7 separate regions of the Mus musculus genome follow, and regions 2, 3, 4, 5, 6 and 7 are each linked to region 1. The links are chromatin contacts, called in public HiCAR-type, HiChIP or PLAC-seq and promoter capture Hi-C maps. All regions are on one chromosome and are shown on one strand. Each heading gives the region's core, a stretch centred on a gene start, on an enhancer-like site or on the middle of the called end of the contact. The rest is flanking DNA. Distances are from core to core; before and after follow the strand shown. Region 1 holds the start of Ccdc85c (coiled-coil domain containing 85C). Region 2 holds the start of Rcor1 (REST corepressor 1). Region 3 holds the start of Ak7 (adenylate kinase 7). Region 4 holds the start of Papola (poly (A) polymerase alpha). Region 5 holds the start of Wdr20 (WD repeat domain 20). Region 6 has its middle 56 kb from the start of Gm19554. Region 7 holds the start of Hsp90aa1 (heat shock protein 90, alpha (cytosolic), class A member 1).

Region 1 (3,978 bases), core at 557-3,056:
TCTGCCTTCAAACTCTAGGATTAATGTCCCGCACCATCTACGGCACCCTTTCTTGTTTTTTTTTTTTTTTTAATATATTATTACATTTCATTCTTTCTGTGTGAGTGTTTATGTAAGCTACTGCCCACTCTGGAGGTCAGAGGACAACGTGAGGGAGTAAGGTCTCTCCTTCCATCACTGTGTCCTGGGAATTAATTTAGGTTGTCAGGCTGGGCTTCACACTCCTTTACCTGCGGAGCCATCTCGCCGGCCCCTCCTCCCCTTCGAACCGGCCACTAACAAGCCAACCCTAAGGCCATTCCACTTGCTGTTCCTTTCACCTGTCCGGCCTCCAGGCTTACCTTTGTCCTTGTCACTCAGGTTTAGGTCCTAGCTCCTAGGTCCCTCCCAGAACACAGATCTAAGGCAATTGAATTCCCCGCATAGCGCTGCAGACAGCCTCACCGATTCTTCTCACGTTGTACTCTCTCCCTCCTCCCAAGAATGCCAAGTGCCCTCAGAGAGCAGTGGCCTCTTGTCCCGGTAGAATTCCCCCGGGATGGGGAAGGTGTAAGAGGGCACATGAGGTGGTTTAGTAAACGGCTGAGTAACTGTAAAAGGGGGATGTCAGCTGCTGCGCGGGCACGCGCTCCAGGCCCGGGTAGCTTACCCCGGTTTGTGCGCGCGCAGAGTGGGTTATCTCCTTGTAGGTCCAGGGGAAACGCATCCTTCCCTCGGCCCGCTGGCTGCAGAAGCGCTGTTAAATGCGCTTAGGGGACGGGATTTATAGGTGTGGGAAGATCCGTATGCTCCGCAGCGATGCGGGGCGAGGGAAGAAGGTTCTGCGGTCGCTGAGTACCTATGGACCCCAGCTATCTGGCCAGGGTGGAAGACCTTCCCTCGCCTTTCTCAGGGGTTTCCACCTAGCGAACTGCATGTTCTTCCAATCCCAGGGATTTAGCGGTGTAGTGCGCGGAAGGGAAGGGCTCGGAGAACTGCTCTGGGAAAAGGGCAGGTCCTCGGCTCCCACCACGTCAGGGGAAGAAGGGAGAGAGATCTGGCCCTGAGATAAGGCTGGCAAGGCTCCACGGTCTTGGGCTAGGGGTGGGAAGACAGCCCCGCTGCAATATTAGGCAGGGACCCAGGTGGCTCTGGTCGGTGGCCCGGAAAGGGACAAAGACCAGCCCTGCCCGACCCCCCATGTCAGGGTCCTATTGTTCCTCCTCTCTCGGACTGTACCGAACTCTGGTGCCCCCGAGAGGGAGGGAGGGAGGGAGAGAGCTGTGCTCGCCGGGTGGGCATCTGTTTATTAAGGGTGAGAAAGGGAGGGTCAGGGACGCTGGCCGGATAAGGGACGCGTAAATTCGCGCGTCGCCTTTAAGGGAAGCCCTGCCCTACCTTTCCCACCGGTCCCCGCCACCCCCTAGCCCTACCTGCATTTTAAAACCCCTTGTAGTCCTGGGATTGGCCCAGGCCGCGTCCTCCGGGCGAAGAAACTTGAACCGGGAGTGTGGGGGGGAGGAGGGTGCAAGGCCCCGCGGTTGGAAGATACCATCTTTTCAGCCTCCCCGCGCGCGCCCCGCCCCTCCCGCACACCCCCGAACCTGGCCAATCAGACCTGTGGGAGGGCGGGACCGTGGCTCGAGCGCGCCTCTGGCAGGGCGCCCGGCGGGCCGGCGCACCGCGTAGGGGGACCTCGGGGGCCTGCCACTCCTCTGACCGCCTCCCTTTCGGAGGCGTGGCCCAACGGCGGCGCCCCGCCCCCTCTCCGCCCGGGGTGGGCGGGGCAGCTGGGGCTCCGGGAGCGGGGCCGGGGGCGGGCCTCCGCCTGCTGCGCCCGAGCTCGGAGAGCCGGGGCACCGCGGCCGCCGACGCAGCCACGGTCCCGGTTCCTCAGTCCTGAGGCGTGCGCGGGCTCTCGGGTGACCCCAGAGGGGGCCGCGGGAGGGAGCGCGAGGCGGCGAAGGGCGGGCCGCACGCGTCCCCAGCCGCCCCCCGCGCGCGCGTGGCCGAGCCCAGAGAAGCCCCGGCGCGGGGAGCGCCGGCCCGGCGCGGGCGAGGGCGATGCCGCGGTGACGGCCCCGCCATGGCGAAGCCCCCGGCGGTGGCGGCGGCGGCTGCAGCGGCGGCGTCGGAGGAGCTGAGCCAGGTCCCGGACGAGGAACTGCTGCGCTGGAGCAAGGAGGAGCTGGCGCGGCGGCTGCGGCGCGCCGAGGGCGAGAAGGTGGGCCTCATGCTGGAGCACGGCGGCCTGATGCGCGACGTGAACCGGCGGCTGCAGCAGCACCTGCTGGAGATCCGCGGCCTCAAGGACGTGAACCAGCGGCTGCAGGACGACAATCAGGAGCTGCGTGAGCTCTGCTGTTTCCTGGACGACGACCGGCAGAAAGGGCGCAAGCTGGCGCGCGAGTGGCAGCGCTTCGGACGCCACGCGGCCGGCGCCGTGTGGCACGAGGTGGCCCGCTCGCAGCAGAAGCTACGGGAGCTCGAGGCGCGCCAGGAGGCCCTGCTGCGCGAGAACCTGGAGCTGAAAGAGCTGGTGCTGTTGCTGGACGAGGAGCGCGCGGCGCTGGCGGCGGCGGGGGGCGCTGGCGGCGGCGGCGGCGGCGCGGGCTCCCGCAGCTCCATCGACAGCCAGGCCAGCCTGAGCGGGCCCCTGGCGGGGAGCGCAGCGGGCTCGGGGGCCCGCGACGTTGGCGACGGCAGCAGCACGTCCAGTGCGGGCAGCGGCGGCAGCCCGGACCACCACCACCACGTCCCAGCGGCTCTGCTGCCCCCGGGGCCGCACAAGGTTCCGGACGGCAAGGCCGGAGCCACGCGCCGGTCTCTGGATGACCTGTCAGCGCCGCCGCACCACCGAAGCATCCCTAACGGCCTGCACGGTAAGCATCTCGCCGGGATCGGAAGCCCATGGGTGTCTGTCGTGAAGCAGTAGTAGTTTCTGGAGACCTCACAGGTGCGGGGTGGGGGTGGGGTCGCACCTTCAGACCCTTCCGCAGCTGGCATAGCAAATGGAGCATTCGGCGTGGTGGTGTCCCTGTCTAGCTGATGCCGCAGAAAAAAGTTTCTCCTCCGCAGCTTTTTGTGTTACCAGCTGGCACTCTGGGGCTGTCGAGGGGTGTCTCTCATCCTACCCTGAAAACACTTGAGGGCAGAGGAGAGTTTTTCTTGGAAGACTATGAAAGGCCCCTAAGCTAAAGCAAGTGAATTTTCCCTTCTGGTTGGAGTCCCTCAAACTCACTTAGCACCCACGACTGCACTGTGCTGTGGCTGGCTTTCTCCCCTGCTTCCTTCCCAGCTGAATCTCCTCCTGGGCTGGGCTGGGCTGGCACACAATCACCCGTGCTGAGACCTTGACGAAGCTGGGCCAGAGTACCCTGGGCTAAGATAAGAGTCTTCCTGGCTTCCCATAAGTCCCGCAGTACTGGTTGGGACACCTTTCTCAGTTCGGTCTCTACAGTTTTCCCCAGAGGATATATTTGGAGTGGATTCCGACCTCTCCGTGTGCCTCAGTTTCCTTTCTTCCTTGCTTGTAAGTTGGAGAGGCTGATGGCCGCCTCACCGGGGTGTGAGGTGGAGATAGATAATGCCCCTGAAGAGATCTGTAAGCTTGATCGTCTTACAGGAAGTGCTGGGGTCATCTGTGGCCAGAGTGTGGGTTGGAAGCCGGCTCTGTCTTCCTCAACCTGTTGCTATTGACCCTACAGGAGGGTGTCCCCACCTAGGGTACTGTGGCTGTCCCTTCAGTGGCGATCTGGGCCCTGCAGCTTCCCTCCTGTCCTGACTACCATTTGCTGTGCTACTCCGTTTCCCCCACAGTTTTTTGGAGCTTGGCTCTCAGTGTTGATGGCACTTGCCTTTGCCTGAATTGTTCCCCTGGTAGCGAAGAGTAACTCGCCCTTTCTGTTCTCCTTAAAGCCTTTCTCCATCCATATACTGTCAAGGCTTAGAAGAACTTCTCTTCCCCAAACTCACTGCTGGAGCTGAGGACCAAGCTTT
Region 2 (3,978 bases), core at 730-3,229, 2.8 Mb before region 1:
AAGATGTGAGGAAAGGGGAAACTATCTAAAACGCTAACAGGAGTTTACGAAGCGGGGAGTTATACTACAGAACTGTGAGGGACTGGAGTCATGCATTTGCAAATCATTTATTCTTGGGGTGACCAAACACTCACCCTGAATCCCTCTCTTCTGTGCTTTCACTTTTACCTAAACACAGAGTTCAGCACCTTAATAACAACTTAAAAGCAATCTCCTTTTTCAAGGACCAGATCCTTGCAATTTTCTGCAGTCTTGTTTCCAAGGAAAAGCATTTATCTTTTCAAACTAGTGGTATAACCTACTTAGAAAAACCTCCTGTTCTAAAGCCCTCCAACCAGGACGGTTCACTCTAGCTGTACAAGATTGTCTTTTGAATTTTATTTCTGAAACAAAACCCACGGCCTTTCAAACATTTCCTGTAACCACCACCTTGAAAGACAGTCTCATACAGAGATGGGACAGAATCATAGGCATTAAAATCTGGCGAATTCCTTTGTCTGATAGGATTCCCCCCCCCCCACCCCCGTACCTCTTTAAATTTGCTTCCACACAGATCACCAGGAAGGCAAGTAAGAATGCCCCTTCTTAGGGGACAAGGATTTCTAGTAGATGGAAATGGCCGGTTAGCTAAACCTTTTGATGGTTCTATTCTTTCACAACCTCTTCCTCCCCACCCCATCCCCCCCAAAAGAAAAAAGAAATAAAGGAAACACACATTTACAAACAGATCTTAAAATAACAGCCACAAGTCGGGCTCTCTTATCTAGACAGATGCTCTCTGGAAAGCACACTTCTTTTATTACCTGATTGGGGTGGAGGGACAGGAAGATCTTTACTCCACCAGCCCTCGGGATGGGATGGGATGGGATGGGATGGGATGGGATGGGATGGGACAGGATGGGACCGGACGGGACAAGACGGGATGAGAGTCAAGAGGCAATAAGAGCGTAGGGTTGGCAGGGTAACGCTAGGAGCCAGTTTGAAGTAAGAAGTCTCTGCGGAGCCCTGGGTCCGAGCGCCCCAGGACGCCAACTCTCCAGCACTGCCACCCGGGATCCCGTCCTAGCTCCGGTACACCACACCTGGAGGCAGAGACATCCCACTCCACCCCGGCCAGGTGTGGCTTTCTCAGAGCCGGGGGACACTGCGGGCCCAGTGCTGTCCCCACCGGAGCCCATGGCCTCCCCGCACCCGAATCTGCAGCACACTCGTGTGCGAGCGTGCCGCGCCGCCTGCCCTCGCGCCCCGTGTGCCCCCGCGGACCGAAGGCCAACACGCACAAAAAACAAAGTTGTCTCCCGAGCTCCCGTCACTCGCTACTCACCAGGATCGAAGTCGGGCACCGCCGCTTGGTACTGGGGTCCCACCCGCATGCCACCGCCACCTGCGGGGAAGCAGAGCACGGCGGTCAGCGCGGGCGCGGACACGGGCCGGGCGCGGGGGCGGCTGCCACCTACCGTGCTCCTCGTCGCTGGACGAGCCCGAGCTGCCTTCCTCCCAGGAGTTGCTGCCGCTGTTCCCGTTGGGAGCCGCCGCCGCCAAACTTTTATTCTGGCCATTATTGGGGGCGGCGGCGGCCGAGGCGGCGGCGGCGGCCGAGGCGGAGGCGGTGCCGGCCGAGGCGGCGGCTGAGGCGGCGGCCGAGGCGGCCGAGGCGGCGGCCGAGGCTGCGGAGGCCGCCGTGTTCCTCCCTCGCCGCTTCCCTGAGACCTCGGGGCCCTTCTCCACCATGGCCGGCATCGGCGGGGCCCGGGGCCGGGCCAAAGTGACGGGGACCCCGGCTCGCGAGGCGCGGGCGGCGGGCCGCGGGCAGGGGGCGCAGGTGGGCGCCGGGCCGGGCGGGCGAGCGCGCGGGATCCGCTGGCGGGAGTTGGGGCTAGAGGAGGCCCAGACGGGCGGAGCAACGAGCCGCCTCAAGCCCCCGATGCCGAACGGAGCGCAACTTTGGCTCTCATCGCCGCCCGCACTTCGCTGGCTCTAACTACTCCGGGAGCCGCGGGCGGGGGGGAGGGGCGGAGCCTGGGGGGGAGGAGGGCCGCGCACAGCCTAACCCGTCGCTCGCAAGCTCCGCCCCTGCGAGCTTCCATTGGCTCTCACGGGATCCGGGCGGCAAGCAGGGGCATGGTAGGTCTCTGTGCGCGTCCGTCAGGCCACGGGGGCGGGATCACGGGAAGGAGGGGGAAGGTTCTGTGCTTCCGTTGGCCAGGTTGGGTTGACGCGTATCGCCCACTGTACGTGGTTTGAGGTTTGCGATCGCTTTACGCCCCATGATCCATCTCTCGAGGCAACAGCGAGGAGTTAGCCCCCTCCCCCTCCCCAGCGCCCCGCTCCCTCCGCTCGCACCCTGTGGGCCCCGCGCCACCTCCCCCGGGGATCCCGCCGAGCGTCCCATCGGCTTCCCAAAGTGAATGTGCCCGACGCGAGAACAGAAATCGCGGGCAAGGTCGGGACTACTTTCCCCCTCGCGCGGAGGAGTACGCGCACAGTTTGAATGGGTTCTATACAAAGAGGGGAAACTAATTGGAAGAAACTAATTGCGCCCCCGCGTCGCCCAGGGGCGATCGAGATGTACTAGAGCAAGGGAACCTGGGGACGAGGCTCTCAGGTGGCAGTGTCCCCCGAGGGAAGGAAAGCGGTTGTGCCTGGAGACGATGGAGCTCCCCGCTAATTGGGTTGGGGGCCACCGGCTCCCCACGTTGCCTGAGGGGCCGAGGGAGGAGTCGGGATGTTCGGCCGGGGAGGGCCTCGAAGCCGTCGGGGTGAGGGGAGGTGCCGAGTGGCCCCGGGACAGCAGGAGGGACATAGATCGACTAGGGGCCCCACCGCGAGGGGGAAAAAGAAGGAGCTTGAGTCCCCAGCTCGGTAGAAGAGGAGGGTCACTTCCCGAGACCCGGGCCCTTCCCCCAGCCCGCAGGGCTAAGAGCCTGAACGCGGAGGAGTCGGTGACACCCAGCCCTGGGCGTCCTTGTCCCTGGAGTGATCAAGCGAGGGGCCCCGTCACTGCCTGACAGCTGCCTGTGGGGCTGGGTGGGCTGCCCCACCCCCCGCGCCAGCGACCAAACCTGGGGACTATAGGTGAAACCGTTTGCTTTAAATTAAAAATAAATAAATAAAACAGGAGATGGCTATTTTTCGTTTATATTACTTCAGACCTGGGCTTCATATGGGGACAGTTTTTACACCCGCTCAGGATATAAATAGCTACAGAGAGAAAACGAGAGTTTTATGGTTTGAAAGCCCGCATAAATAAGCAGGGGTTTCTCTTCCACGTTTTCTGCCCCGCGAATCATTTTAAACTTCACTGAAGTGACCATGGTCACTTCTAACTGGCCTTCAAGAACAGGGCCCAGAGCCTCCCGGTAGCAGATCCCTGCCCCCACCAAGTTCCTGTTCTTGCTCTTGGACTCCTCTCTGAAGGACACCCCTCTGCTTAGAAAGTCCTGGGCACTGCAGGCATGAGCTCTGGAATAACCGGGTCCAGCTGGCCTGGTCAGCAAATAGACTGCTAAATCAGAGGTGGGATCCAGGGGTGACCTGGGATAGGTACCTGGATGAAGCCGTGACTTCATGACAGATGAACCTGAGCGGCTAGGGGCACTCTGTCCTCTTTCTTCCCTATCTTCCAAGATGTACCACAGACAGATTAACCTACATACAGGAACAAACATGATTTGAGTTCCTTAGTAGGGCAGTTGGGATTGACACAACACAAGGGTCCTTGTCCCTGCCCACTGGACTCCCAAGCTGGAGGCCATTTCCTAGAAAGTACCGCCTCTTTCTAGGGTCATGACCTAAAGAAAGGGAGACCACAGCTTCTAGGGCGGGACTGGCTGGGTAGGGCAAGCCAAGATGCCAGGACTCACAGCTACTATGGTGCACCCAGGGCACCCTGCGTGCCTCACCCTAATCTAGGCCCTGATCCAGGGAGTCCTCCCCACCCCGTGCCCATTGAAATGGAAGGTAGGCTTGGGAAGAAGG
Region 3 (3,978 bases), core at 477-2,976, 2.6 Mb after region 1:
CGAAAAAAAAAAAAAAAACCCAAACAAACAAACAAAAAACAAAAAAACAAAAAACAACCCCCCCAAACAAAACAAAACAAAAAACCCAAAAAAACAAAAACAAAAACAAAAACAAAAACAAAAAGAAAAAAGAAAAAAGAAAGAAAGAGGAAAAACCAACTCTTCATAAAATGCACGCCCAGCTGTGAAGAGAGCTGCCTCTGGTATCTTCACACCGTTCTCTTCTGTATCCTTACACTCAGAGCGTTGCTTGCTCGGATGAAAGCTTTCTGTCCAGTGGAGAACATGAGCTTCCATTCCCACCCCTTTCTGCCTATCCCAGTGCTACAGTTGTAGAGCCGTCCAGCAGGCCACCACCCCTTGATAATCCACGCCAGAATTTAATTATGCCACAACTGGTCATCTGGTGATTTGCTTTAATGAGTCACTAGGGGGTTTGTTTCCACACTCATTTTTAACCATCTTGGGAGGCAGGAAGCCTGAGTTCTAATCCCCTCTGCTACTTAATTAGCAGTGCAGCGAGGGTGAGGGTACCTCATTACCTTTGACTTCCCACAAGCTGGCAGATTCCTCAACCCAACGGATCCAGAGTCCTCAATGGCAGGGCCTCTGCAGGTGTGTGCTAAGATTTATTTTTATTTTATGTGCATGTGTGTGTGTTTGTGAGGGCGTGTGTGTGTGTGTGTGTGTGCCATGTGCATGCAGTGTGCCGCCAGAAGCCAAAAAAGAGGCATCAGATCATCTTGGACTGGAGTTACAGACAATCTGGACTGCCATATGAGTGCTGGGAATTGAACCTGGGTCTCCAGCCCCTAAAACATGACTGTCTTTGGATGAACAATTTAGAATGACAGCTCCTAGGTTCTCTCTTGGGATCATGTGTGTGTGTGTGTGTGTGTGTGTGTGTGTGTGAGTGTGTGTGTGTGTGTTTACGCTAGAGGTAGAATACTACTTGCTCACTTTCTCCATAGATGATGGGGGTCAGACCTCAGGTCCTCACACTTGTGTCTCAAGTAAGGTCTCCTGCTAAGTCATCTCCATAACTTTCCTGGAAGTAAGGAAGCTTAATGGGACCTGGTCAGAAATTGTGCCTAGCACAAAACAGATGCTTAAAAACGCTAGATGGATGTTTCCTGGATGACATAATGGCGGGACTTACGCGTTGTGTGCTCCAGGTCCCGCCCATAATACCTATGATTTGTGCAAGCCCTTTCCTCTCTTGAGCCTCATTTTCACCATAGCCAAAACACCTGCGTTATTAGGAAGGAACATGGGTCAAGCCTGCTTAGGGACAGGTCCTGGAGGCACTGATGTGCTAGGATTGGAATCTTCTTCCCCCGGGGAGGCTCCTAACAGCCAGTGATGCAGGCCTTTGCTGTGGAGATAGATCAGGGACACACACTGAGGGTTGAGGGCCAGTTTGGCTCGGGTCACCGCTCACCTTTCCTATGTTTCCGCTGCTATAGGTGTCCAGATGGTTTATGAATACCCTCTGTATCTTCAGAACTTTTTCGGTGGTCGCAGGAACTTCCTCTTCAGCCATGGTGGAAGCTGTAGTAGTTGCTAAGGTGAAAGAGTCCTGTCGGTTGCTAAGGAGGAGAGGCTGGGCTTTGGAAGGCTGAAAGGGTCAGGCTCCCTGAGGCGAGGCTCGGACTCTCGGAGGGGTGTGGCTTGCTTTTGGGCGGGGCGTGTCCTGTGGTGAGGGCTCTGGATAGGGTGCAGCTCTGGGGGAGGGTCCGTTGGGGGCGTGGCACGGGTCTGGCCGGGGCGTGTCCTAAAGGGCGGGGCTGATCTCCCTGGAGAACTGTCTAACTGCCTTCGGCACATCTCCTGTAGGACGCTCTGCTTGGGTAAACAATTTCTCTACTGTAAAGAAAAGCAGATGTCACGAGTTTTGGGGTCAAGGACCACAGCGTGAGAGCCCACCACCACAGCCTGTACTGCCCAGTAGCTGCTTGGTGCACAGGGTTCTACTGGCTTAGGGGTTTGACTAGTTTGCTTTCTATTGCTGTGAGAGTACCAGACCAAAACTAACAGGTTGTAGACCCATCATCCAGGGAAGCCAGGGCAGAAGGCATGAACCTGGCTGGAGGCAGGAACGGAAGCAAAGACCTTGGAGGAACGTGGCTTACGGGCTTGCTCGGTCTGCTTTCTTAAGAGAACTCAGGATCAAGGGCAGGATGCTCACGGTGATCTGGGTCTTCTATCAATGAAGAAAATGCCCCATACACATGCCTGTAAGCCATTCTTATGGAGGCATCTTCTCAATTGAGATTTTTCTTCCCAGATTGTCTTTCCTAAGCATTTTCAGATGCCCCCTCCCCCCTTACCACCCTGCCTGGGGATTTGGTGGAGGTGCCTGGAGGGACTTTGTGACCAGGAATTCACACACAATCATGAAGTTTACACTCAGACCGTTTAAGCTCTGGGTCTTCTTTACAAATGAGAATACTCGTGCAGTTGCTGAAATAAACCACCTCTTGCTCGGAGGGTGAAGGAGGTGCCATCAAGCCTTACAACGTGAGTTCCATCCCTCTGTCCCAAAGAGACCGGGCTCCAGCAAGCTGTCCTCTACACATGTGCCCTGGCACACACACCCCTCTTCCACAAATACATTAATGCAATAAACAATGTGTATTTTGTTTTCATCAAAAGTTGTGGTGTGTTATGAAACAACCGGCTTGTTTTGTTGGAAGGGTCCGACTGCACTGAAATAGTTTTAAACACTAACTTGTTAAATCTAAATACATGAACGTATTTTATGCAAATATGCATGCATATATAGAAATTAAATATTTATTTTTATGTGTACGTGTGTTTGCCTGCATGAATGTCTCTGTGTCACATGTTTTCCTGGTGGCATCCAAGACCAAAAGAGACGTTGGATCCCTGGAACTGGAATAACAGAGAGCTATGAGGCACCACTCTCAGGTCTTCTGCAAGAGCAGCCAGTGCTCTTGACTGCTGAGCCATTGTGTGCCTATTGGTTATATTGATTATATTGATTATATTATAGCAACTGCTGTATCATTCCATTAGTTCTTTCCTGTGCATGCATGTTACTACCAACTGTGTGTGGTGCCTTTTATTAAGTACTGCAAAGTCCTAGAAGACCATTCTGCCCCAGTGGCTACTCAAGTTTTTTCATCAGTGCAAGCCTCAGCAATGCTATACCTAATATACCAGGGTGGTGGCAGGGGGAGCTTAGAGGGAGAGTTCCGAAGTCAATGTGGCCCATTCCCAAACTAGTTTCCTCCTCTATTCCTAATATGAACCAAGCAGCAGGTTTTGCCCCTGAACACTGGAGGGAGCACAGGGCATCCTGCATAGAAAGCACTGAGGGTAGTCACAGAGCCAGCAGCTGACTTGCTATGTGGGAAGCGCTTGGGCTCAGCAGAGCAGGAGGGAAGGTGGGCATGTCATTATGGGAGATAAAGCCTCTGCTCTCTTCATGGACACACTCAGAGCAGACAGACTAGCACAAACTTTTCAGCTCACATCCATTTCTTGTCTCTTTTTTTCTGTGTGCTGGGTGTCAATGCAGGGATGTTGCACATCTAAGTATGAGCTCTCCTGAGCTACAACTCCAGGCCTGGATTCTCCCCTTGCATTGCAACGAATACAGAGTTATCTTTGAGGGAACTCACGGAGCTCCAGAAGCTCTGTCGAGGGTGTAGCTAGTTAACAGCACACACTCCAGTTCAAGTGCCCGCCATTAAATTCTGGCTATGTTAAGAGAACTACAAATTAGCTGAAGAAATGGCATTGTTAAATTCTTTTTAGCTGGTCCACTGGGGGTGTACACCTTTAATCCCAGCGCTCGAGAGGCAGAGGTTGGGGGATCTCCCAGTTTGAGACCAGCCTGATCTACAGAGTGAGTTCTAGGACAGCCAGGGCTACCAAGAGAAACCCTGACTAAAAAAACAAAAAACAAGAAACAAAACTCTTTTTAAAAGACTTGTGGAAATAGGCGCCCCC
Region 4 (3,978 bases), core at 1,477-3,976, 2.5 Mb after region 1:
ACCGGGTAAAAAGGATCCCAGTAATGCACCAGCAGACCATGCTAAGGCACAGCCACATCATATTCCCGAGCAGGACCCAGCTCTACCTTTTGGGTTTTTTGTTTGTTTGTTTTTTGTAATGTTAGTTATAATTTTATTTGAATGGAATTGTGTTAAACTTTTTGTCCTTATTTCCTTTTCTTTTTTAATTAGGTATTTTCTTCATTTACATTTCCAATGCTATCCCAAAAGTCCCCCATACCCCCCTCACTCTCCTACCCACCCACTCCCACCTTTGACTCTAGGCAAGTTCCCTGCCCCATTTTCTTACCAGTAAAAGTCCTTTATACACTTAGAAGAACTACTGTCTTAAGTCTCACTAAATAGTTCTACCAACAACTTCAACAACATTCTGACACTTGCTAAGTCACTGGTACTGGTACAAAGAAAGATGTGGACACTAGCATATGGCACAGAGAATAAAATGTCTATAATGATATATACTTTGTGTTAATGCAGTGGTTCTTAAACCACGAACAAAGTCCCTCAGAGTACATCTGGAAAAGTCTGGGGACATCTGTGCGTTTGCCACTGTGAGAAGTTCCTGGGGTAAAGCCGTTGGCAACCACTAAGCAGGTCAGAGGTACTGTTACACACCCAACAAGACGTGGGAAGGGCCCTCCAGAAATTACCAGGGTTACAGCACTGAGGTGAGAAACTCTGTTAATGGAGAATGCAGAAATTTCAAGTATTTTAAAAAGCTTTAGCTTCCTCCATAACTTTTCTAAGTTTCACCACTATGGCAATCAAAAGGTACCAGCATTTTCCAAATTATGTATGTAATTATACACAAACCATATACCTTTGAGAATGTTTTGTAACGACTCAGTCCATTCTGACCATTCACCTGAACTGTCTATGCTTCAATCCCAACTTACATTGTCTAAATTTAACAGGCACACCAAAACCCACACTGGATACCAAACACAAACTATCCAGGAAATCTCAATTCAAAAGATCAAAAGTAAAAATCATGGCAAGTGATGCTGGCACACAGAAGAACAAGGCGTCCCATGGAGAGGTGAGCTCAGGGACAGAGCCCTCAAGAAACAAAGTAATGAGGAGGAAGGCAGGCCTGTCCTCCTCAGCCAGGCAGTCTTGGGTTTCCCTGGATTAAAAGTCCCAGTACACTCTGGATGGAGATAGAACAGCTTGTAAGAAACTGGCTATAGAGTTCAAATCCCATGAAACACACAAAAAAAAGGGGTCATGTGCATGTCCATCTGTCTTGGCTCCATTTTTTTAAACCTAAAGGAAATAGACTGAAGAACTTCAAGCATAGACCTGGACATGTGCGGTGCTCATGCAGCCTCCTTGTACCGTTCCACTTTCAGAAGTGCACTGAAATAAAAACTGCAGGAAACCTGTACTCTCCCTCCTACCTTCACTCCCAGACACAAGATAACATTTCTAATCCGAAGCCTTCCCTTTAGAGTGTGCAACCATATCTTTTTTTAAGCACTGATGTATCAGAAAAAAGTCTGGATGAGCTAATACAAGGTCATCATGTGACAACACCTCACTCACTCACATCTACTTGAACCCCACTGAAAAACACCAAACATCTTTATAGATTCTATTCTCGTGCTCCTTTACCCTTGTTCCATGAATAAGGAGTCAAAGGGAACTTTGTGGTTAATTAAGCCCAACAAATGTTATCACTACAGAAATACAGCTGACAGGTCTCTGGACTAAACATCAGGGTCGAGTAAAGCTAGCAAGCTAGTGTGTGAGAAAGAAAAGCGCATGAAATCCATTTTTAAATTAGTAAGTACAACCCTAGATCTGTCACATTGAGGCTACGTCCAAAACTGCCTCTCTTGTTTGGAAGAAAAGCAGTCGCACGACCTAAAGCCTTTTCGCCAAGATAGGTTAGTTGGAACATAAAACCCTCATCTACTTTCGAATCCCAACAACCGGTTTCCAAATATCTTTCTTAGGAGAAAAGGGGGGAGGGGGGAAATTAAGTAAAGAAAAATCACGGTCAAGTGTGTAAAGTAGACCTAGCGACATTAGAAGGCCTAAGTGAATTAGCTCAAAGCGTACACTCGCAATCACAACACAAGTGACCCAAGGGCGGGAGCGATCAGGTAGCGCGCCGAAGCCAGGTTGCCTAGTCACAACAAAGCAGGGACGGCGCCGCCCCGCAGCCCGCCGTTCCGGAAGCTGCCCCCGGGCCGCCAGCGCGGCCTGCTCCCTCCCGGCCCCGGTTCCTCACCCGCTCCGAGGGAAGCGGAAGTGGGGAACTAGGGGGCTGGACGGCGCCATGGTGAAACCGGGACAGGAAGGAACCCGGGAGCCGCGGCCCGCCAGTCCGCGCCGGGCGCCGTTCCGCTTGGGGATCCTGCGGGGGCCCCGCGCCCGAGGGGCCGGAAGCCGCGGCCCGGGGCGCCCGTGCGCCTCCCCTCCCCCTCCGCCACCCCCGGGGCCCGGCCGGCGTGCGCCTCACTCAGCACGCCAATCACTTACAACGGCATCGTCTCCGGCGCCGGCACCGCCCAGTCACTTCCCCCCCGCGACCGCTGCCGTCCTGGGCATGATCCACCGAGGCGGGAAGGACGGCAGCCTACCTCAGCCCCGGGGCCAACCCAGTCCTGCACCCGTGCCCCGCCGCTTTAAGCGCTTCTCCTCCTTCCCCTTCGTCCTAACATGGCGCCCGAGCGCTACCACAGCAACGTTCTAGAACCGCTGACGCCGCCACGCACACCGAGCGCGCGCCTGCGCGCGCGCTGCGCGACGCCGCAAGACCTGACGGGAAATGTAGTTCTCGGCGTGAAGCGGCGCTTCTCCCCCTCCCCCCCCCCCCCCCCCCCCCCGGTGATCTCACGCTTTCGTGGTAGAGCGTGGGATGGGTGCGGGAGGCTCCGAGCGAGAGGCTGTAGTTCATTCGCTTGGCGACGCCGTCCTGGCGAATGAGAGTGACGCAGCCGTGGCAGCGATGAGAAGGGGGCGCGGCCCAAGCGGGCGCCACGTGCGGGGCAGCCCAAGCGCGGGGGATGCCTGGAACCGAGAGCTGTTCGGTGCCAGTTGCACCTCCGCTGCGTGGGAGAACTGCTTTTTAAACATCGATGTGAGTGAGGACTTAAATGTGTTAGAGCCCAGTACAGAGCCTGTCCCAGAAGTGTGGCCGTGGATCCCCTCCCCTGACGATGACCCTCTGCATCTGTGTTGCCCAGACCTGTGCTTCTCATGCCAAATGTGCAGGGCAGGGGATTCCGGACCAAGGCAATAATTTAATAAAATTGACAGTAACCTTTGGGGTTTTGGCGGGTTTTTTGTTGTTGTTGTTGTTGTTGTTCTTGTTTGTTTTATAAGACAGGCTCCCATGAAGCTACTAGCCCTTAGTTTCTGATCCTCCTGCCTCCACCTCCTGAGTGTTGACATTACAGGTGTGAAACACCACTACCAATTTTATGTGATAGATTGGAATATACTTCTGGGTGTGACTATGACCTTGTCTCTGTGCTGAAGAGTTAATGCAGTTGGGCAGGTGAAGTTCGGGTTACTGGACCATACTCAGAAAAAGGAGCCATTCCTAGTATGCTGGGTTCATCTTAAGATAATGTATTTTTCCTTCCTAAAATTTCCAGCCCCTGGCACACTTCTTACGGGGTTTGGCTGGGTACACTCACCATTCTGTTCTGAGTAATCATTAGAAAGGCCCAACTATTCCTTTTCCTTCTCATAGCTTCTTGAAAGAAGCTTTTGGCCGGGCGTGGTGGCGCACGCCTTTAATCCCAGCACTCGGGAGGCAGAGGCAGGCGGATTTCTGAGTTCGAGGCCAGCCTGGTCTACAAAGTGAGTGCCAGGACAGCCAGGGCTACACAGAGAAACCCTGTCTCGAAAAACCAAAAAAAAAAAAAAAAAAAAAAAGAAAGAAGCTTTTGGAGGTCCCCTGCACTTAGGGCTTCCTTTCACTCCTAAAGCTCCCTCCCCATC
Region 5 (3,978 bases), core at 406-2,905, 2.5 Mb before region 1:
TTTCCCAGGTATCCAAGGTCAGCCAGCAGTGAGTCAGTAACAGGGTTGGGAACTGCACTAAAACTTCAGTTCCTACTCTTCAAACCACTGGATACTTTCCCAACCCCGAGAGAGGAGAGTCAACCAGCTATTTCCAAACGCTTCGGGAGTTCACTGACAAGAATAAAGACAAGTCAGAAGATTCACCTTGGACCAAAGAAACAAGCTTACGTTTGCACACCATCATTCCTTCCCTTGTCCTCCTAACCGTACAGTGCAACATAAACAGCAGCTGACTTTGGATATAGCCATCCCTGGGAACACGTCCTCTTCAATATGGACAACGTACTTTCCCACTAACTGAACATTTATAAGTGAATCTTCCATCACCTTGTCACATTCCGTTGGAGGTGCTATGGAGTGCATACATTTCCTTACTCTCTCAATGGTCAAAAGTTAAAATAAGCAATTCTTGCCAGTGACCAAAAAATAAAAAAATAAAATAAAATAAAAGCGCCAATAAATTGCTGCTTTTAACGAGACATTTTAAAACTCGATTGCATGCGTCACAGAATTACTGTTAAGTTCTTGGCTGGTTACTTTAAAGTAGCATTTAAGGCCTATCCCTCCCTGTTTGGGACATAGCCTGACTCGTTAGACAAGATAAATCTAGGCACGCTCACACACAACACCTCTGAAGCAACTTAGCCTATTTGAAAACATAATTCCAACCTCCCTAGTCTTGAGTACTCAGCCCTCTTACACTGCAAGGGACAGAATGACCCTCTTCAAAAACCTTTCGGGAGACGGTTCCCTCCGCGGAGACAATGACAGGCGACCTCCCGGAAAGGTTTTTGGAAACAGTGCTGACACCAGGAGAAGTGTCAGTGCGGCAGCAGGTGGAGTAGCCCTGCGTGCCGAGCAGGTCCTTTCTGACCTAGTCTCCAAGTCCTCCGCCTCCCTGTCCCGGTTCCGCCTTACGGACCTTTCCAAGCCGCCTCGCGTCCCGGTTCTCTCACCCAGGGCAGGACTCTCGAGCCTCCCGGGAAGCGAGGCCACCTAAAACGGCCGCCGCACCTCTTCCGGGGACTCGCAGGCCCGCTCCCGGGCGGGATCGGAACCTGACAGACCCCGCCGGGGGAGGAGGCGACCGGCTACTCCCGGGGCATCTCCGCGACCCGGCTCCAGAGCCCCCTCCTCCCCTAGGAGGCAGCGCTGCCGCCGGCGCCTCACTCCCGAAGCCCCCTCTCCTCCGGAGCACCTCAGCGGAGTTACCGGCCCACTCAAAAGTACAAGTGCCGGCCGCCCCCACCGGTCACCCCGGCCTCGCTGTCACCGCCCAGCTCCCGGCCTCGGCCCGCGCCGCCGGCGCGCCCCCGGTGACGCCCGGGTCGGTACCTTGCGGACCCCCTTGTAGATATAGAAGTAGAGCTCCCGGCCCACATTGAAGCAGAGGCGGTCGCCGTTGCCAGACTGGTCGTTGAGGTTTACGAAGGAGACGCGGACAGGGTTGGATCCCTGCGAGTTGAAGGGCACCCGGTTGGGCCGGCTGTACTCCGAGTGCTGCAGCAGCTTGTACAGACCTTCCCGGGTGGTGAATTGGGTCTTAATCTCGTTCATCTCCTTCCCTCCTCCCTCCGTCGCCATCTTGGAAAGCAGCGTTCATCCTGCCCTAAGTGCCCGGATCACGCCCACCGCGCAGGCGCCGTCCTCGGCCGCTCGCTTTCTCCACTCCCCACCCCCTTCTCCGCGGCCCCGCCCACTGGCGAGCCAGCCCCCACGAAGGCGGGCCGAAGCGAAGGGGGCGGGCTAGTTTTTAATGGTCCAACTGCGCACGCGCGCTCACCTGGCGCGCTCCACCCGGAGGGGCGTGCGCAAGCTCCTCCCCTGGGTGCCGCCCTCCTGGTGCGGGTCGAAGCGAGCGCGCTGAGCGTTGGTGCGGGGCTCCTGTCTCGCTCTGCAGCTTCGCTGAGGGACCCGATCCCTAAGAGACGCCACCGCGTTGGCCTTGGCCAGCTGGTGGTCCCGGCAGAGCCTGAGGCGAGCAGTGAAGTCCGGTGTTTGGACGTGTATGTCCCAGCTGTCCGCGATCCTCCCTGGGAAGCTAGGGAGGACTCCGACGGTCCGCTTGGGTGCGGGGTACCGATGCCTGGTGACAAGCCCCTCTACGTCTCACAGAAGATATCGATGGATTGGGCTTTATTACAGCTCAGGGTTTGGTTTGGTTTGGTTTGGTTGGGTTGGGTTGGGTTTTGTAGGCGGGGTGGGAAGAACCGCATGAATGTACAGGACTTGTGTTTTCAAGTCTCACCTGAAACCTTCCTGGTGAGCATTGGCTTGTTCTTGAGAAAGTAGGTTCTGTCGGAACTTCTGTCTCCTGTGCCTCTTAATAAAGGTTAAGCTAATTGATTTTCTTAAAGCCTCAAACGGAACCTGAAGTTGTTTGCCAGGAGAACCATCGAGTTGTGCTGAATATCCTGTACAAAGTATTAGGTGAAGGCAAGCGCACACATTAAAGTAGGACCTAACAGTCACCATTTGATGCTTCGATTTCTGGGTGTGTGCACTGGAATACAAAGGCTTCTAAAGTGATAAACGTTAAAATAGAATTCTAGAGCGGAGAAAATGTTACACGAAGAATGACCTATCCCTGAGAAATCCTGTCTGTAGAGCGAGCCCAGTACACTGTGGGCACCTGTGCTTCCAGACAGAAGGAATGCCTGAGCCCGGAGCTGGGAGGCTGCTACCCGAGCCCACAGACCGAGACTCCAACCTCACAAAAATTAATTGTACACAAGGGGGAGTGTTCTAAAGAAGTATAAATCATAGCCATTTTATGTAGTGGGAAGCAAGTACAGACACAGTAGAAACTGTGCCAGTGATGTAATAAGGCATTTGACTAACATCCTGTAGAACTGGCAAAAGAAAAAAAAAAAAGCACTACAGTAAATCCTTTTTTTGTTGTTTTTGTTTTTGATACTGTATTTCACTAAATAGCCCTGGCTGTCCTGGAACTCAACCAGAGATTAGGCTCCAACTCAGAAATCCATCTGTCTTTAACTACCAAGTGCTGGGCTTAATGGCATGAACCACACACCCAGCTTTAAAATCCTTTTTTTTTTTTTTTTTTGGTGGTTTTTTTTTTTTTCTTTTGGTGTTTTTTTGAGTTCTGGATCAAAGGCATGTGCCACCATCACCTGACTTTAAAAGTCTTCTTAATACATCCCTAGAATGCACTTTAAATTTCATTTTGTTGTTATTTGTCTTTTCCTATGAATGCAAATTTGTCTTTTCCATAAAATGCAAATATGGATCACAACTCTTAAAAATACTAGGGGGTGTTCAGTGGATAATCCCAAGCTCCCATAGCTATGCTATTTTGTACCAAAAACATGTTTATAATGGTCATCTTGAAGGATAAATAACAGCCTGAATTATCTAAAAAGAATTCAGTTTGAATTTCTAGTTAATGGGGGAAAATATACTTTGGGAGGGGACACCTCAGCCAGCAAAAACTGAAAAAAAAGTATATTGACCTTCAACCATAATATTAAATTTCCCATGAGACCAATATACTACTGAGTATGATGACATATGCTTTAATTTCAGCATTTAGGAGGGCGAGACAGATAGACATTAAGGCTGTCCTGAGTACTACACAGCCCACAAAGGGCCACATACTGAAACTTTGTCTTAAAAAAGTAAAAGACCACTATGCCTTAAGATTTACACTGGGAGCTGGAGAGATGGCTCAGCAGTTAAGAGCACTGGCTGCTCTACCAGAGGTCCTGAATTCAATTCCCAGCAACCACATGGTGGCTCACAACCATCTGTAATGGGATCTGATGCCCTCTTCTGGTGTGTCTGAAGACAGCGACAGTGTACTCATATACATACAGACATACATACATCATATATAAATATTCTTTTGTTTGGTTGGTTGGTTTTTCAAGACAGGGTTTCTCTGTGTAGCCCAGGTTAGCCTCGAACTCAGAAATC
Region 6 (3,978 bases), core at 602-3,101, 2.4 Mb after region 1:
TCACACATGAAAACAGGAACTCCAGCCTCGGTGCCACAGCCACCTCAGGTCTTACATGCAACAACGCCTACAGATCTCTTCTATGAGATGCGCATCTTTCCAGAGGCCTTGGTACCCTGTGATGCCTCACACGCCAGGGTGGGGATCCTCCTTGGCCATCTCCCTAGGACAGCAATTTGCACAGCAGGTTGGTAGACAGTGTACCAACCGTGCACGAGGCACTGGGCTCACAATTTCAGCAGCCCTAAATGCCAATGCAGCACAAACCTGCTTTAGAGTGGCTTCCTATCAAAATTCTGCTACAAAAGCCAGAACTCTATGTAGACCAAGCTGGCATCAAATTCACAGGTTCTGCTGCCTCTGCTTCCCAGGAACTAAGTGAAAATCATGCACCACTGCAGCTAGCTCTTAGGCATGTCCGAGCGCTTCAGGTTAGGCAGAGTGTAAACCCAAGGCGTGCACAGTGGTACTTGCCTATAATCCCAACTCCAAAGGCTGAAACAGGAACTTCTAGCTTTAAGGGCCAGCCTGGGTTACACATCAAGAAGTCTTCAAGAAGGAAAAAAAAGCCAACAACAAAAAGGGTGGTGAATGGCTCAGAGGCAGGTGGATCTTTGTGAGCTCAAGGCTAGCCTGGTCTACAGAATTCCAGGATAGCTGGGGCAACAGAAAAACTATCTTAAAAACCAACCAGTGACAAGCCTGAGAAACATCTCCTATTAGAGATGAGTCAGAACTTCCTTGTGAAATCCTGGATAACCTTGAAACTTCCACTGCTGCCCAGAGATGCAATTACAAAGTATGGACGCTCGCCAGTGCCAGGGTAGCGCTGCATGGGCACAATGACCTGGGCAGCTGACTAGACCCTACTTCTCAGACGTCATGGGAGTTACATGGGGGTGAACATACAGGTACATACTGGGGAGTTGACTAGAAATCAAAATCAGGGTGACTTCATATATGCCAGGCAAGTACTCAAAGGATTTGTTACTGTACTTAAAAATTAAATTTGAGGCATATGAGTCTCAGGGGAGTTTTGGCTAGTGAAATCATTAAAAAAAAAGACTTTCCATTGAGAAACAAAAACTGCCCCCATTTAAGTCATATAACAATATAAAAGCCACAATGATTTAAAAAAGAGGGAGCCAGTAAAAGGTTACATTCAACAAAGCCAAAGCATATACATGGGGTAACTTACAAAATTACAGACAAGTCAGGTGTGGTAGCACACACAACACAAGCTCTCCAACACTTAGAAGACAGAGGCAAGAACAGATATCTGTGAGCTGAGGTGCCAGCCTGGTCCAGGCTAGCTACAATGAAACCCTGACTCAAAAATGCAAAAAATAAACAAAAAGGAAACAGAAAACAACTGTACCCTTAAAGTCGATATTAAAAGAGTCAAAAATAGTGTATGTAGTATCCTGGCTGATGTAATATAAACGTTGAGACAATGTCTAGTGGGTGCTGGACTCAAGGCAAACAAGACAAGACAAAGCTCTCAGCCCCTAAATTCTAGAGGCAAATTCTTTGCAGGCAGACAGGATGTCAGTCCTAAGCTTCCAACAGCATGGAAGCCACGTCATACTGGTAACTGCTGTGACACTCAACACCCTTGTGTAGACAGCACTTACTCATCAGGACTTGAAGGACACAGCCTAGATGAGGGCTTTTAATAAAAGCTACAGCTTTTGTGCTTTCAGATTAAAACCTAATTTTTGCTAAGTTAAATGGGGGTGACTTATGAGAACTGACATTTATTTTGCAGAGGGAGGGTCACAGTACACATGTTTGTTCTGAATGACTCCTGAACCTGGGACAAGAACTGAGAATACAGGAAATGAGAGGGAAAGGCAGGAGCCTACTCGTGCAGCGAAGCTCCAACAGTCTTGGCACGGTGTCCAGGCACGGTCGGCTCTCTGCTGGGGGCAGCATTCTTGGCTGTGAAGGCAGAGCATGCCCTCTGTCACTCATGGGGAGCAGTTCTGCCCAACTGTCTCTTTTCGACAACTTTATCATCAATCTCTTTATTAACAGCTCCACTGCCGTTAGAAAACGCAAACAAGGCCTGGCTCTCATGCCAGATTTCTGGAAATCACATAGCACCAGGCACCGCACAGTGTGAAAGTTTGTGAAGAGAGTGTTGTGCCAAGAGAGACAGCGTCTACAAGACAAGCACAAAGCCGGGACATCTACCTTGAAACGACAGAGCAGCTTGCTTGTGCCTAGCACCTGAGACAACCCCCAAATATCCACATCATGTGCAGAGACAACGGGGAGCACAAGTGGCCAAGACTCACTGTGAAGCCCAGAAACACCTTTGACACTTCATTCCAGGCAGCCTTGGAAAAAAAACTACTAAATGCCCTTCCTAAGACCCTCAAAATCTAAACTGCCCCATGACTATGTGACACGCACTATGGAACACACAAGGCTGAAGTGGAAGTCTGCAGGAGTGTCAGAGCCCCACAGAACAGGGGTGTTTGAATTATTCAAGCTACTTATTTTCAGCATGAAATCTGTTAGATCAAAAATAACTATCTTATAAATTAATTAAGAGAAATGCTTCTAAGAGGGTTGTAAAATATTTTAAGACACACACACAAATAAATAAGTAAAAATCAGGTCACATTCAGCCAACTATTTAATGACAAATCTACCCTTACTATGTCTTAAAATGGAGCACAATATCTAAAAAGTCCCAAATGTCATTAGGAGCTGACCCTTGGCCACAGCAGGTGAATGCAGGACACAACCAAACTAAGACCTCCCTACCGTAAAAGCTGGGTTTACCGCTAACGCTTCCCCCTCCCGACTTCCCTCACAAGGACAGGAAAGGAGTGGAGTACTCAGTTGAGTCCTAAGCACAGGACCACAGGATGGCTTATGACTCTGGTGCTTCTCTGCAACTGGATTCACTGTGTTCTGAGACACCATATTCATCTGTTTGTTGTGCGTCTCAGCGTTGCCCGCCTGTCCAGTGGGAGAGGGGACTAGGACAACAAAGTGGGGACGGAAACCTGAGCCCAGGCAAGCAGTTTTCTTCAACTTAGACTCACTCCACAGAGGAAAATACAAACACATCTCTGGATTTTCCTTCATCAATTCTGGGACCTAGAAAGCATACTTTAATAGTCATCCTTACCACTTAAAAACAAAAGCACACAGACCCTAAGCTAACTGGCAGAACAAAATAGTGAAGCTAAAAATATACTTTAAAACGCATTGCTACTTTCGCCATTTTTAAAATATATTCCCACCCTGCTAAGTCAGGGGTGGATGAAACAACTCGAGAGGATAAAGGAGCTCGCTATGCAAGCCTCTTTACGTCGAGTTTGATCCCTGGTACCCATGGTAAGGAGGAAAAAGTGGACCCTGAACACTGTTTTCTGACCTCTTACAGAAGCTGTGTCCATGTACCTATGCACTCATATACACAACACACACACAAAATTTCAACAAGAAAGCAACAGTGAAAATCCCAAATTATTTAGGTATGACATCACATGCCTATAACCCTTCCTAGTAATCCTGAGACTGAGGCAGGAAATCTGAGGTTATGTTGAAGCCAACCATGTCATAATTAGAGTGCTTCATCCTAAGTTCATAAAACAATTGCTGTATGAGCCAGGAGTGCTGGTGCACCATGGTCCCAGCATTCTGGAGGCCAAGGCAAGAGATCAATACAGGCTGCTGTAGTCTTTGTAGACATGCTCTCACCTAGAAGAAAATGGCACGTACAGTCATTACTGACACGCTGGGGATTCTCTAGTCTGAACACAACCGTCCTTTCAGGAATAGGCCTAGGGCCCGCCCCCACACCTGCTACCTCTTCTTGGATGCCTCTTTTTCTTCCTTCTGATGCCACCACACCATCCAGAGGAAGACCTGGAAACTCTGGGGCCCCTATGAGGCAAGACATAGCCACACCAGCTCAGCGCGCCCAGGAGGCGTCAGAAGACGGGAGGCACACATATA
Region 7 (3,978 bases), core at 597-3,096, 2.4 Mb before region 1:
GGCAGATCTATGTGAATTCAGGGCCAGCCTGCTCTGCATAGCAAGGGGTTGCAAAATGTGATCCTGTATAAAAAAAGCTAATACCTCAAAAAAGAAAACTGTTTCTACTTAATGCCCCCACTCAGTTCAGAGAGGGGGGCCAGAGGTCTTTCCTCAGCTGCTGGGAAAGGGCCTCGTTCCCTGGAGGGAGGGCGAGATGGAGATGGGTGACTTTCTTCCTCTCCCAGAGGAAATTGCCTGCTGTGTTTTTGTCCACAGAGCACATTCTTTCTTCTTTCTTCCCCCCAACTCCCCCAGACAGGGTTTCCCTGGTTGTCCTGGAACTCACCCTGTAGACCAGGCTGTCATCAAACTCAGAAATCCACCTGCCTCTGACTCCCTCCCGAGTGCTTGGATTAAAAAGGCTTATGCCACCACTGCCTGGCTTCCTCTTTCCCGGCTTCTTTTCTTTCTAAGCTTTTATTTATTATTTTATGTGTATTGGTGTTTTGCCTACATGTATGTTTGTGTGAAGGTGTCAGATATTGGAGTTATGGACAGCTGTGAGCTGCCTTGTGGGTGTTGGGAATTGAACCTGGGTCCTCTGGAAGACCAGTCCATGCTTTTAACCACTGAGCTATCTCTCCAGCCCTTTTCTTTCTAATCTTAGTAATCGTTTTGTCAGCAGGAAAAGATGCGGAAATAGGAAATACAGGGTGGGAGTAACCCAAAGGAAAGGTATGGGGAGTGAAACCGAAGCCTATATTAAAGATAAACAAACAAGGAAACTATCTTTTGGGTCACGTTAATCGCCCAAAGTAACTTCGTATGTACACCATATGAAGGTGCTTCAAAAATCAGGATAGAGTGTTTTATATGACCATTTTTTGACTGCGTGTGCCTGTGCACCATGTGTGTTCCTGGTGCCCGTGGAGGCCAGAGAGGATAGTTTATTTCCAAGAACTGTAGTAACTGGTGGTTGTGAGCTGCCTTAACGTGCGTGTTTGGCACCACTAACTGCTCCCAGCCATCTCTCTAGTCCTTTACACTTATTTTCACACTGTGCGAGTGTGTGTGTGTATGGGCACGTGGGAGACACAGCGCTGAAGGCTAGCTTTTTTTCCCACGCTCTGGGTGGCAGATATCAAACCCAAGCACCTTTACTGGAAGAGCCATCTTTCCAGCCCCAAAATTACAGTAAATTAAGGTAGCACAAATTTGATACAAAATCCCTCACAACGCCCAATTTGAGGGTCATAGCTTTTGGTCAAAGAGAAATCCCCAAGCACTCTGGACGGATTTGTAAGACCCACCGTGTAAGGTCTCTCAGTAAGCCCACTGTAAGGCTTCAGAACACACTCCAGCGGGGTCAGCCCTGAAATTCAGACTACGCAACCAGAACCCCAGTCCGGGAGGCGCCCCACCCATCAAGGTGGAAGCCAGGGGGGGGGCGGGACTCGCCTCCTGCGGGGTCCGCGTTCCCAAAGGGAGCCCGAAGGGGGACCTTTTGCCTGCAAGGACCTAAAGCGCCGCAGAGGACCGCGAGGTTCACACAACACGCGCGCGTTCCCATGGGGACGTCCCTTTTACAGAGCGCCGGGGAAAAGAAGCCTTAGACCACAGGGCTCACATGGAGGCTTCAGGCGCATGCGCTGGCCGGCCCGTCCGCGCGCGCGCGTGCGGCCCGGGAAGGCGCCCGGCCCGCCGAGCGTTCCGGACTGCGCATGTGCAGAGCACCTGGCTGTGGAGGAGGGGCTTGCGTTCGTTCTCCGCGCGGGTTCGGCGCGCTCCAGGTGGAGGGGCGGGGCCCGTCCATTGCGCAGGCGCGGGCGCGCGGCCGAGGCGACGGTTGGGGAGGGTTCTTCCGGAAGGTTCCGGAGGCTTCTGGAAAGAAGCGCCGCGCGCTGGGCGGGCCCGCCTCTATATAAGGCCGGCGCAGGGGGCGGCGCGCCAGTTGCTTCAGTGTCCTGGTGCGGAGCGTCACGTCTCGTGCGTGTTCATTCAGCCACGGTGAGTGATGGCGCAGGCGGACTTAGCGGGGGCTTGGGGAGCAGGGCCGTAGGTTGCTGGCGCCGCGGCGGCAGCGGGGCCACCATCCGAGTTCCCTCAGCCCGCGGAGGTGGGCGGCCATGGCTTCCGACCCTAGGCCCCAGGCGGGCCTCATATCTACGCCCCAGGCCGGGGATGCGGCAATGGCCGCCGAGGAGGAGCGGTGGCGGCGGCGAGGCGGGCGCGGGGCGAGCGAAGCGAGGGTTGGGCTGTCGCCGGTGCCGCCGAGGCGCGGGCGGGCGAGGGAGGCGCCATAGCGGCGGGTTGGGGGAGGGTGGCCGTTAGGAACGGCGTGCGTGGAGCCGCCCGGGTCCGAACGTCCTCCCGGAGGCGCGCACATGCGCTTCGTAATTACCGCATTCTGAAATGAGGTCATCCCTTTGTCATCCACCCCCCGCCCCGTCGCCCTTTTCTATTTCGTCCCTTTCTTAGTCCAAAATAGAGTCGGTAAGAGACCTCTATAGAGGAGGGGCGGTCGTTAGCACGCCTGCAGCCATTCTGTGAGGCTTTAGAGTCGTCCTCTGTGTTCCAGATGCCTGAGGAAACCCAGACCCAAGACCAACCAATGGAGGAGGAGGAGGTCGAGACCTTTGCCTTTCAGGCAGAAATTGCCCAGTTAATGTCCTTGATCATCAATACCTTCTACTCGAACAAAGAGATCTTTCTGAGGGAGCTCATCTCCAATTCATCGGACGTGAGTATACCACTTGGAGGATTGGACGTTGCTTTCCCTGAAAATTTCACCTTGGGGTTTGCGCTTGACGGTTTTTTCATTTTTAATCTTTTCTTAATAGGCTCTGGATAAAATCCGTTACGAGAGCCTGACGGACCCCAGTAAACTGGACTCGGGGAAGGAGCTGCACATCAATCTCATTCCCAGCAAACAGGACCGAACCCTGACCATTGTGGATACCGGGATTGGAATGACCAAGGCCGACTTGATCAATAACCTTGGCACCATTGCCAAGTCGGGCACCAAAGCCTTCATGGAGGCTTTGCAGGCTGGTGCAGATATCTCTATGATTGGCCAGTTTGGTGTTGGTTTTTACTCTGCCTATTTGGTTGCTGAGAAAGTGACTGTCATCACGAAGCATAACGACGATGAGCAGTATGCCTGGGAGTCCTCAGCTGGGGGATCCTTCACAGTGAGGACTGACACAGGTAGGCATAGGCCAAAAGGAATGTATTCAATTGTAGGGGGTGTCTGGTTAACTTCAGTAAGTGCTTGAGAGGGTTAACTTGGAGAGTTGAAGAGTTAAAGAGCAGTCTGGCATACATAGCCTTAGTGCTAAGTCCTGAGCTTTTCAACAAAATTGTTAATCTAAAGGGAGCTTCAGGACCTGGGCTAGGAAATAGGAAAAATGTATGGCTGTTTGCTCAGTTGTACATCTTGGGCAAGGAAGTTAAAGCTTTGGAGACCTTTGCATTTGTGGGGAAGGTTAGCTGCTAGGAAACCTCCAGCAAGCATGGAGGCTTTGAATAGTAACCATTGCCCTTTTCTTTTCCAGGTGAACCAATGGGTCGTGGAACAAAGGTTATCTTGCATCTGAAAGAAGACCAAACAGAGTATTTGGAGGAAAGGAGAATAAAGGAGATCGTGAAGAAGCATTCTCAGTTCATTGGCTATCCCATTACTCTCTTTGTAAGTTACCTACAGGGTAAATTTCATATAATTGAGATAACTGAGGCTGTTTAGAGTTCTGTGAACCTGGTGTTGTACTAGACAGATTAGCCTGTTTGGAAAGGTGGTATCTGAAGAGGATTGTGGAGAAATTAGAGAAACTACTGATGAGAGGCTTCTTGGTTGTACACATTTCTGAGATCTGTCCTAGTTGTATAAATTTATAATGAAGTGATTTGCCTTTCAAGGTGGAGAAGGAACGAGATAAGGAAGTCAGTGATGATGAGGCTGAAGAAAAGGAAGAGAAAGAGGAAGAGAAAGAAAAAGAA

Evidence for each region. Promoter capture Hi-C pulls out the DNA fragments that hold promoters and counts their contacts. HiCAR-type assays count read pairs that join an accessible place to other places. HiChIP or PLAC-seq counts read pairs in DNA pulled down with a chosen protein or histone mark.
Region 2: an H3K27ac HiChIP or PLAC-seq map of trophoblast stem cells shows a contact between it and region 1, with 10 times the contacts expected there. The contact joins the promoter of Rcor1 here to the promoter of Ccdc85c in region 1. A contact is called at or near these places in 1 of 39 promoter capture datasets (cranial neural crest), 1 of 484 Hi-C or Micro-C datasets (CD8 T cells) and 2 of 115 datasets of contacts at active chromatin or transcription factors (astrocytes and trophoblast stem cells).
Region 3: a promoter capture Hi-C map of pre-B cells shows a contact between it and region 1. The contact joins the promoter of Ak7 here to the promoter of Ccdc85c in region 1. A contact is called at or near these places in 3 of 39 promoter capture datasets (embryonic stem cells, hippocampal neurons and pre-B cells) and 3 of 115 datasets of contacts at active chromatin or transcription factors (astrocytes, embryonic forebrain and embryonic stem cells).
Region 4: a promoter capture Hi-C map of liver shows a contact between it and region 1, with 13 times the contacts expected there. The contact joins the promoter of Papola here to the promoter of Ccdc85c in region 1. A contact is called at or near these places in 3 of 39 promoter capture datasets (hippocampal neurons, liver and pre-B cells), 2 of 484 Hi-C or Micro-C datasets (CD4 T cells and CD8 T cells) and 4 of 115 datasets of contacts at active chromatin or transcription factors (astrocytes, large pre-B cells, stem cell-derived neural progenitor cells and 1 more).
Region 5: a promoter capture Hi-C map of pre-B cells shows a contact between it and region 1, with 4 times the contacts expected there. The contact joins the promoter of Wdr20 here to the promoter of Ccdc85c in region 1. A contact is called at or near these places in 2 of 39 promoter capture datasets (hippocampal neurons and pre-B cells).
Region 6: a contact with region 1 is called in an H3K4me3 HiChIP or PLAC-seq map of forebrain, with 7 times the contacts expected there. The contact joins the enhancer-like site here to the promoter of Ccdc85c in region 1. A contact is called at or near these places in 3 of 39 promoter capture datasets (hippocampal neurons, liver and pre-B cells) and 3 of 115 datasets of contacts at active chromatin or transcription factors (embryonic forebrain, embryonic hindbrain and forebrain).
Region 7: a contact with region 1 is called in a HiCAR-type map of astrocytes, with 2.1 times the contacts expected there. The contact joins the promoter of Hsp90aa1 here to the promoter of Ccdc85c in region 1. A contact is called at or near these places in 2 of 39 promoter capture datasets (liver and pre-B cells) and 1 of 115 datasets of contacts at active chromatin or transcription factors (astrocytes).

The regions. Positions count from the first base shown.
Region 1 is chr12:108,273,221-108,277,198 of GRCm38.p6, reverse strand. It overlaps Ccdc85c (coiled-coil domain containing 85C), which reads left to right and starts at 1,806. Exons shown (of 6, transcript NM_001159910.2): 1 at 1,806-2,861. The coding sequence starts at 2,066.
Region 2 is chr12:111,037,368-111,041,345 of GRCm38.p6, reverse strand. Rcor1 (REST corepressor 1) reads right to left here and starts at 1,979. Exons shown (of 12, transcript NM_198023.3): 1 at 1,458-1,979; 2 at 1,325-1,384. The coding sequence starts at 1,740.
Region 3 is chr12:105,703,730-105,707,707 of GRCm38.p6, reverse strand. It overlaps Ak7 (adenylate kinase 7), which reads right to left and starts at 1,726. Exons shown (of 18, transcript NM_030187.1): 1 at 1,442-1,726. The coding sequence starts at 1,543.
Region 4 is chr12:105,783,445-105,787,422 of GRCm38.p6, reverse strand. It overlaps Papola (poly (A) polymerase alpha), which reads right to left and starts at 2,726. Exons shown (of 22, transcript NM_011112.4): 1 at 2,509-2,726. The coding sequence starts at 2,516.
Region 5 is chr12:110,735,677-110,739,654 of GRCm38.p6, reverse strand. It overlaps Wdr20 (WD repeat domain 20), which reads right to left and starts at 1,655. Exons shown (of 3, transcript NM_027149.4): 1 at 1,378-1,655. The coding sequence starts at 1,626.
Region 6 is chr12:105,841,429-105,845,406 of GRCm38.p6, reverse strand. No RefSeq gene overlaps it. Among named protein-coding and RNA genes, the nearest start is that of Gm19554, 56 kb to the left of the region's middle. Within about 2 kb of position 1,851, at least 26 of the 459 cell types and tissues checked have an H3K27ac peak or open chromatin away from gene starts, as enhancers often do. A contact at or near this core is called in forebrain, where this site is marked.
Region 7 is chr12:110,694,263-110,698,240 of GRCm38.p6, reverse strand. It overlaps Hsp90aa1 (heat shock protein 90, alpha (cytosolic), class A member 1), which reads left to right and starts at 1,846. Exons shown (of 11, transcript NM_010480.5): 1 at 1,846-1,989; 2 at 2,561-2,722; 3 at 2,823-3,189; 4 at 3,537-3,670; 5 at 3,898-3,978. The coding sequence starts at 2,561.